2 separate regions of the Mus musculus genome follow, and region 1 is linked to region 2. The links are chromatin contacts, called in public Micro-C maps. All regions are on one chromosome and are shown on one strand. The core of a region is the stretch at or near the end of the contact, and the rest is flanking DNA. Distances in the headings are between cores, read along the strand shown. Region 1 overlaps Fggy (FGGY carbohydrate kinase domain containing). Region 2 has its middle 130 kb from the start of Gm32240.

Evidence for each region. Hi-C and Micro-C count contacts between places; a contact is called where the count stands out from the background.
Region 1: a contact with region 2 is called in a Micro-C map of macrophages, with 2.8 times the contacts expected there. The contact joins two enhancer-like sites. A contact is called at or near these places in 1 of 15 datasets of contacts at CTCF or cohesin (the NIH/3T3 cell line), 3 of 484 Hi-C or Micro-C datasets (the HPC-7 cell line, embryonic somatosensory cortex and macrophages), 5 of 115 datasets of contacts at active chromatin or transcription factors (DN3 thymocytes, embryonic stem cells, large pre-B cells and 2 more) and 2 of 9 other capture datasets (embryonic stem cells and liver).

What each region holds. Positions count from the first base shown.
Region 1 is chr4:95,848,926-95,852,024 of GRCm38.p6, reverse strand. Fggy (FGGY carbohydrate kinase domain containing) reads right to left here. Exons shown (of 16, transcript NM_001113412.1): 14 at 2,349-2,443. Among named protein-coding and RNA genes, the nearest start is that of Hook1, 120 kb to the left of the region's middle. Within about 2 kb of position 1,489, at least 89 of the 459 cell types and tissues checked have an H3K27ac peak or open chromatin away from gene starts, as enhancers often do. A contact at or near this core is called in macrophages, where this site is marked.
Region 2 is chr4:95,339,297-95,342,480 of GRCm38.p6, reverse strand. No RefSeq gene overlaps it. Among named protein-coding and RNA genes, the nearest start is that of Gm32240, 130 kb to the right of the region's middle. Within about 2 kb of position 1,305, at least 10 of the 459 cell types and tissues checked have an H3K27ac peak or open chromatin away from gene starts, as enhancers often do. A contact at or near this core is called in macrophages, where this site is marked.

The sequences.
Region 1 (3,099 bases), core at 240-2,739, 510 kb before region 2:
CTCCCTTTGATCCACTGGTATTGGAAAAGGAAGGTATAAGCTCTACCCAAGCCTGATGTCACTCATGGCCACAGGAAATCGGGACAGGTTCTCTTCAAGCACATATAAGCTCTTTCTCTAATTTTCCAACCATGTCTTCTTCAACCCATGATCTTAGCCCTTCCTTTATCTGAAGGAGATGACCCTGGCAGTGTTTTCGGAGTCAGCCTATCTAGGTAAGATCCATCAACCATGACAGCTGAGGGAACTGGGTATCTGGCAGGAAGCACTCATCTTTCTTAGGCCCTGTGAGGACCAAGCTAGAATCTTGGAAGTTCTAAGAAAAGTCTGTGTTGAAGTTTAGGCTGAAAAGTATGAATCACAGACAGGATCATCTTGTGGAGTCTAAGCTAGTCTCAGGCTTGGTGAGCTCCATTTGCTTCTTTTTGGAGGAAATAAGAAGAATGCCAAGTGCATGTATTTATATTTCCAAAGCAGCTCCAGATGCAATCACACTAATGCCACTGCCTCCAGACTGGACCTTTTAGAGACAATTCATCACTACAGTCAGCCCATCCAATGACAATTAGTTGCACATATTATTTCGTATTGAGTAATTGATTAGTTTTTGTTTTGTGTATAGATTGAATGCATAGGTTTATGCATAGGCACCACCCCTGTTCAGGTACTCCCAGAAGCCAGAGAGGGCAGTAGACTCCCTGGTACCGGAGTTACAGATGATAACTCCACAGATGAACCACCTAATGTACTGGAAATTGGATGCAGGTCCTCTGGAAGAGCTGTGAAGTGCTTTAAGCACCAAGCCACATGCCCAGCTCCATTCTTAAACTGGAAATGGGCTTCTGCCACTGGAAGTTTCTAATGGTCTGTGTTTGTAAGTTTTCTGGGTCTCTCTTACAGGCCATGAAAGGGTATTATATGCATTAGGAGAGCTATACTAAAGAACTTAGCACAGGGTCTGCCACACTAGGCAGTCACAGCAAATTGAATTCTAATTATTGGGGTACTGTTAGAACACCTGGTTTGTCACTTAACACTGGGGCATGCGGGCAAGTGGTTGAAGTGCCTGGTTCTCAGCTGGTAGCTGGGGGTCTGACTTTCTTCCAGCTCTATACTGGCTGTTTCATGAGCTTGGCCAAGAGCTAGTACTCTGCTTCCAGGATTGGCTCAGCAACCAAGGATGTGTTCTACAGTGTCTAATATCTGCTCTACAAACCTCATCAGCCCAAGAGGACTACCAAAGCTCCAAGCATCAGATCTCACAAAAAAAAAAAAAAAAAAAAAAAAAAAAAGAAAAGAAAAGAAAAGAAAAAAGAAAAGAAAAGAAAAGAAAAGAAAAGAAAAGAAAAGAAAAGAAAGAGAAAAGATACAAGAGGAGAGGAAGATTGCCTAACTTCCCCATTTCTAAAATGGGGATACGAGAGCTGTGGTGGGGACTATATACGCTCAACCGAGCCATAGGAGAATTTACAAGCCAGCTACTGGCCACTGTTAGAGTTAGGGAAGTACAAGTGCAGAGGAGATGGTTGAGTCCTCAGAGTTTGCGTGTAGGGAGGCCAGCATTTGAGACCAAAAGGTCTAACTGCAGAGCCTGACTGTCATCATAGTCTACCTTATACTCATTTTTTAAAAGGATTTTTGTTGTTGTTATCATTTTAATGCTGGGAGCCTTTAACAACCTCTAGCATGTACAACATCTTTTGTTATTTCACATCAGGAAAAGCTTGTCTCTTACCAGAAACTAGGATGCTTCCTCTTTTTGAAAATAAGAATTATGCAATTTATCATGCTTTTTTTTTTTTTTTTTTTTTTTTTTTTGTCTTGGCTGCCAGGAAGCTCAGAGCAAAATCGTGTACTCAAATCACCACCACCAAATTGTTTCCGGCTTCCTAAACTTTGTTCCTTCTTTTTATTTTTAATTCTTTTTTTTTTTCCCCTCACCAACACTTTCTTTTGTGTTTCTTGTTGGCCCAGGCTTCAAAGGTATTTGGAAAGTGATGCAGATGAAATAAACAAATAAAACACTGAAGCCCATGTGGAAAACCAATATTTTGAGCATCAACTCTTTCACTTGATCAAAGGAAAATGGCCAAGCAGAAACTGAAGCTAAATAATGTAGGAGCTCCTATAAAGAGAGAGAAGCAGAACAATTCACATGAACAGAGGTGAAACCAAAGGGAGGCCACAGTGACTACGTCAGAGGCGGCGAGTGCCTGTGATTCTCTGGCTGCAACCTATCATTCCCTAATTATATCCTGTATGTGTTTTGCAAGCTGTGAGCTGCTGTCAAGAGGACAGACAGCCTCAGACAGGGCAGGGACCACAGCCACCCATGGATCCTAACATACCTGCACAGAAGTGAAGTCCCCTGAGGCACAGGCACCCAGAATAGCAGCTCCCACGAGGACAGACTCCACCTCTTGTGACAGGACCACAGGCATGCCTGCACAGGACAAAGTCATACCTTGGTTAACAGTAGAACCAGGGCTGTGAGGAGCCAGCAAACACCTCTGGAGGCAAACCCGCTGATGTCAAAGCAGCAGTACTTTATACCTCCCCGAAGTCCCCAGTCCTTGGGATTTGGGTTTTGGGAGATTTCTCTGCCTTGTGATGGCCAGTGTACCAGCCACAAGCCTCAAGGTGGCCAATACCATACCTATCAACTTGTAAGGCTTTGGCACCCAGGTTCCTGGTTTACCTCTAACTTTATCACATGTTTTGCTGGGCCCAGTAAAGGCTGAAATGAAAGGCTGTTCCCTGCTAATCCAGTCTCAGATGGGCTGATGGATACAGGCCATGGAAGGGCTGGTTCTCTGACTCATCTCCAGTACAAGCCATAATCCTTAGATAGTCTGGTAAGACCCTTACCATCTGGCTTCTCTTTTTCCTAGCCACCACATGAACCTACTTTCCTTGTGATTTCTTGAGTTGGTTTCAGAGCTCTTCCAGATGTCCATGTAACTGGCTCTTCACCACAGTACAAATGCAACCCTAGCTTTCCTTGGTCACTGTGTTTAGAACGATGAGACAACTTCATTGCTCCTTCTGTGCTCCTATATCCCCCACCCCCTTTTCTACCATGTGGTTTCCTTACTTAGT
Region 2 (3,184 bases), core at 56-2,555:
ATGAATTTACTTTTTGTCGGACAGAAGGAAATCACATCACCCAATAAACCAGTTTAGTTGGCGCCCTGAGGCAGAAGTTGAAAGGCCTATGTGATAAGGGAAAGGAAATGAGATTACTACATAAAGCAAGGTTCGTGGTTCAAGACTCCATGGTTAACATATGTTATAGCTTCTTTTGCCAGTGCTCTGGCAAAATACCTGTCAGAAGCAATATAAAGAAGAACAGCTTGTTTTAGATGCTGGTTTAAAGGGACAGAGTCAGTCCTGGTGGAGAAATCATAGCAAGGAACAGGAGGCAACTGGTTACCTTACAGCTCTTTACTCGGGAAGAAGAAAGAACCAGATGCTGGTTGGCTCATTTTCTCCCTTTTTCCTTTTTAGTCACTCTAGGACCCTAATCCATAGGACAGAGCCGTCCATATTCAGGGTGAGTCTGCCCTCCCCAGTTAATCTCTTTGTGTCCAGTCAAGTTGACAGTGAAGACTAGCCATCACAGCTGATGAACTAGATCTTATCCTCTTTGTTATTATACCATGCTGACCAAAATCCCAGAAGAGTTCTCAAGGAAGTCCACAATGCTCACATCAACTCTCTAGTGCAATCCAGGGTCCTAGCGAAGGTGATTTCCCATGATGATAGCTCAGATTGGCAATGACTTGCAACAATTTGTTTCCTACCTCCAACTAATAGATAGGAACTGTAAGAATATCAAATATGAGTCCTTTCTAGCAAATACTATAAAACTTGTGTTTAGGACAAGAAATTAAAATCATTTTCTCTCTCCTACTTTGTAAGACTTTTATACAAATGTTTTAATCCTCCCCACCCAGTAAAACGTTTTGGTTACACAGAGGCCCACTGCTCTAGTCTAGGAATTTGCTACTAGGAGCAGTAACCCTTTCCTCCTAGGAAGAGTTACCCCTTGCCCTTTCTTCCATTTCCTGTGTGCCAATTATTTTCAGCCAGTGGGGAAAAGACATAGCCATCACCTGAGTTAGAATAAAAGCCAAGTGCTCTTCCTGAGAGCACTCTCTTGATCAAGGGTAAAGTTTATTTTGTCCAGATATTTCAGCTGAAGTAGCAGCCTGTTGCAACCCCATACCTACTTCTAGCAGAACTGAAATCCAGACAAGAAATGACAAAGATACCCATTGGTTTCAAAGTTCCCACCTCTTTGGGTGGCCAAATTTTATTGAAAGCCTCAAAAGTTAAGTAGGACAAAGGGTGAGTCTGGGTCCCACTGCAGAAAAGCTCGGGTATGTCATCCTCAACACAAAGCAGATAAAATCCAGATTCTCTGGAAACTGCACCAAGTGATGCAAATGAACCTTATCATTTCATCAGAGCCTTTCTTGAAGAATATGACAAGGGGAATTCATGGAGCAAAGATTGCAAAACCTAATAAAAACGCAATTCTCTTAAATCTTTCAAACTTCCCCTTTTAGAGCGCACTTGAAATGATTGTATGACTTCAGAGGATATATATATATTTTTTTAATTGCAAACTGTATTAGCATTGGCTTAATCCCTCCAGCATGGTATTAACAGTAACCAAAAGTAATACAGCTTTTCAACTAGAATCACTTACATTGAAAATGAGAAATTGAGTACCAAGAAAGACTTCCTTTAAAATGAAAAAAAATTAAGTTTCTGTATGTATAGTGAAAGAAGACGAATTTTCATTGCATTTCCCCCTTACTATTAAATATACAGACTATAACATCTTTAAGAATAAAATATCTATATAAAAGAATTTTAATAAGAAACATTCAAATGGGAAATTAGAAAAGATTAATCAAGAAATTTACTGGGCCAATAATGTTTTAACTTACAATTATTCAAACATTTGATTATGTACCTCCAATTGGAGAGCCAATATTGTCTTAATTTTGATCTCCACAGTAAACTGTAGTACTTTCTCTTAGAAGGAAACATGATAAACTCTACTGACCACTGGTTGGTGCTTTGGGAAAAACTTAAATGAGATAAACACAAAATTACCACATGAAAGCTTGCTTTCCAAATGAACACTGCATCTACTTCACTGAAGCTCAGGGATCCAGAGTAAAGGCCCTGGGATGTGCTCACCACACAGAACCTCAGCTGCACCGATGAACCCTCCTGCTGCGTACTTCTTTTTGAGATTCCTCGTATAAACATCTAATACAAGTGAAACAAGACTTGATGCATTTATAGTATAACTAGCTTTATGAAAACACTCAGAGATGCCAATACAAACACACATACATACATACCCACACACACTTACAGGAAGGAAAGAAAAAAAGGAAGGAAGGAAGGAAGGAAGGAAGGAAGGAAGGAAGGAAGGAAGGAAGGAAGGAAGGAAGGAAGGGGAAAGCTTGGGCAGACTCTGTGCCTTTTTGCAGAGCCACCTTTCATAGTTTCTTCAGGACTTTCATAATGACAAACAATATTGAAATGCCCAAATGAGGAAGTCTCGGGGATGCCAACTATCACTATGCTAACTATACCCAATGCCAGTTTTCATCAGAAGTAATTACAAGATTTTGTGGCTTGATGTCAGCAAAGCAAAGTGTACAATTTCGCTTTAAGAATGGTTTCATTCTGTAATATCCTAATAATGCTGTGATGTCCATTTCAGGAAACACTGATATAACTACAAATAGCTACCAGGTGGCTATGGATATTTGCAAGGACTGTGTTTCCTAAGTTGCCCTCGTCAGGGTATTTTATCCCAGCAACAGGGTATTTTATTCCAGCAACACAAAAAGGAACTTCTACGGAAGCTTTCTGGGGACTGACTACAGGTCATCACAATGCAGAGCCTGAGACCTCCCTGTGAGTTCTTTCATGACTGTGGCCCGAAGCAGCTGTGACATCAGTGTTGTCATTCTCTTGTCTCAGCCCAGCTTTCTGAAAGTCAGAAACTGCAAATGATGTCTCCATGTTCACACAGACTATGATGGATGGCTAGGCATGCTGGTCATCTTCAAGTCTCCTTCCTGCAGGACTGGACAGGTCCTGATATGCATGCATACTCTTTATCCCCCATCTGTGTGCAGCCCTGAGAATATTCAGCTCTAAAACTGGGATGATGTAATCTATCACCTTGGATTCTCTTAAGTCCTCACTACTTGCAGTGTGGTCCACAGACAAGCCTATCAGTAGCACTGGGATCCAGCTGGAAATACAGAAATTCAGA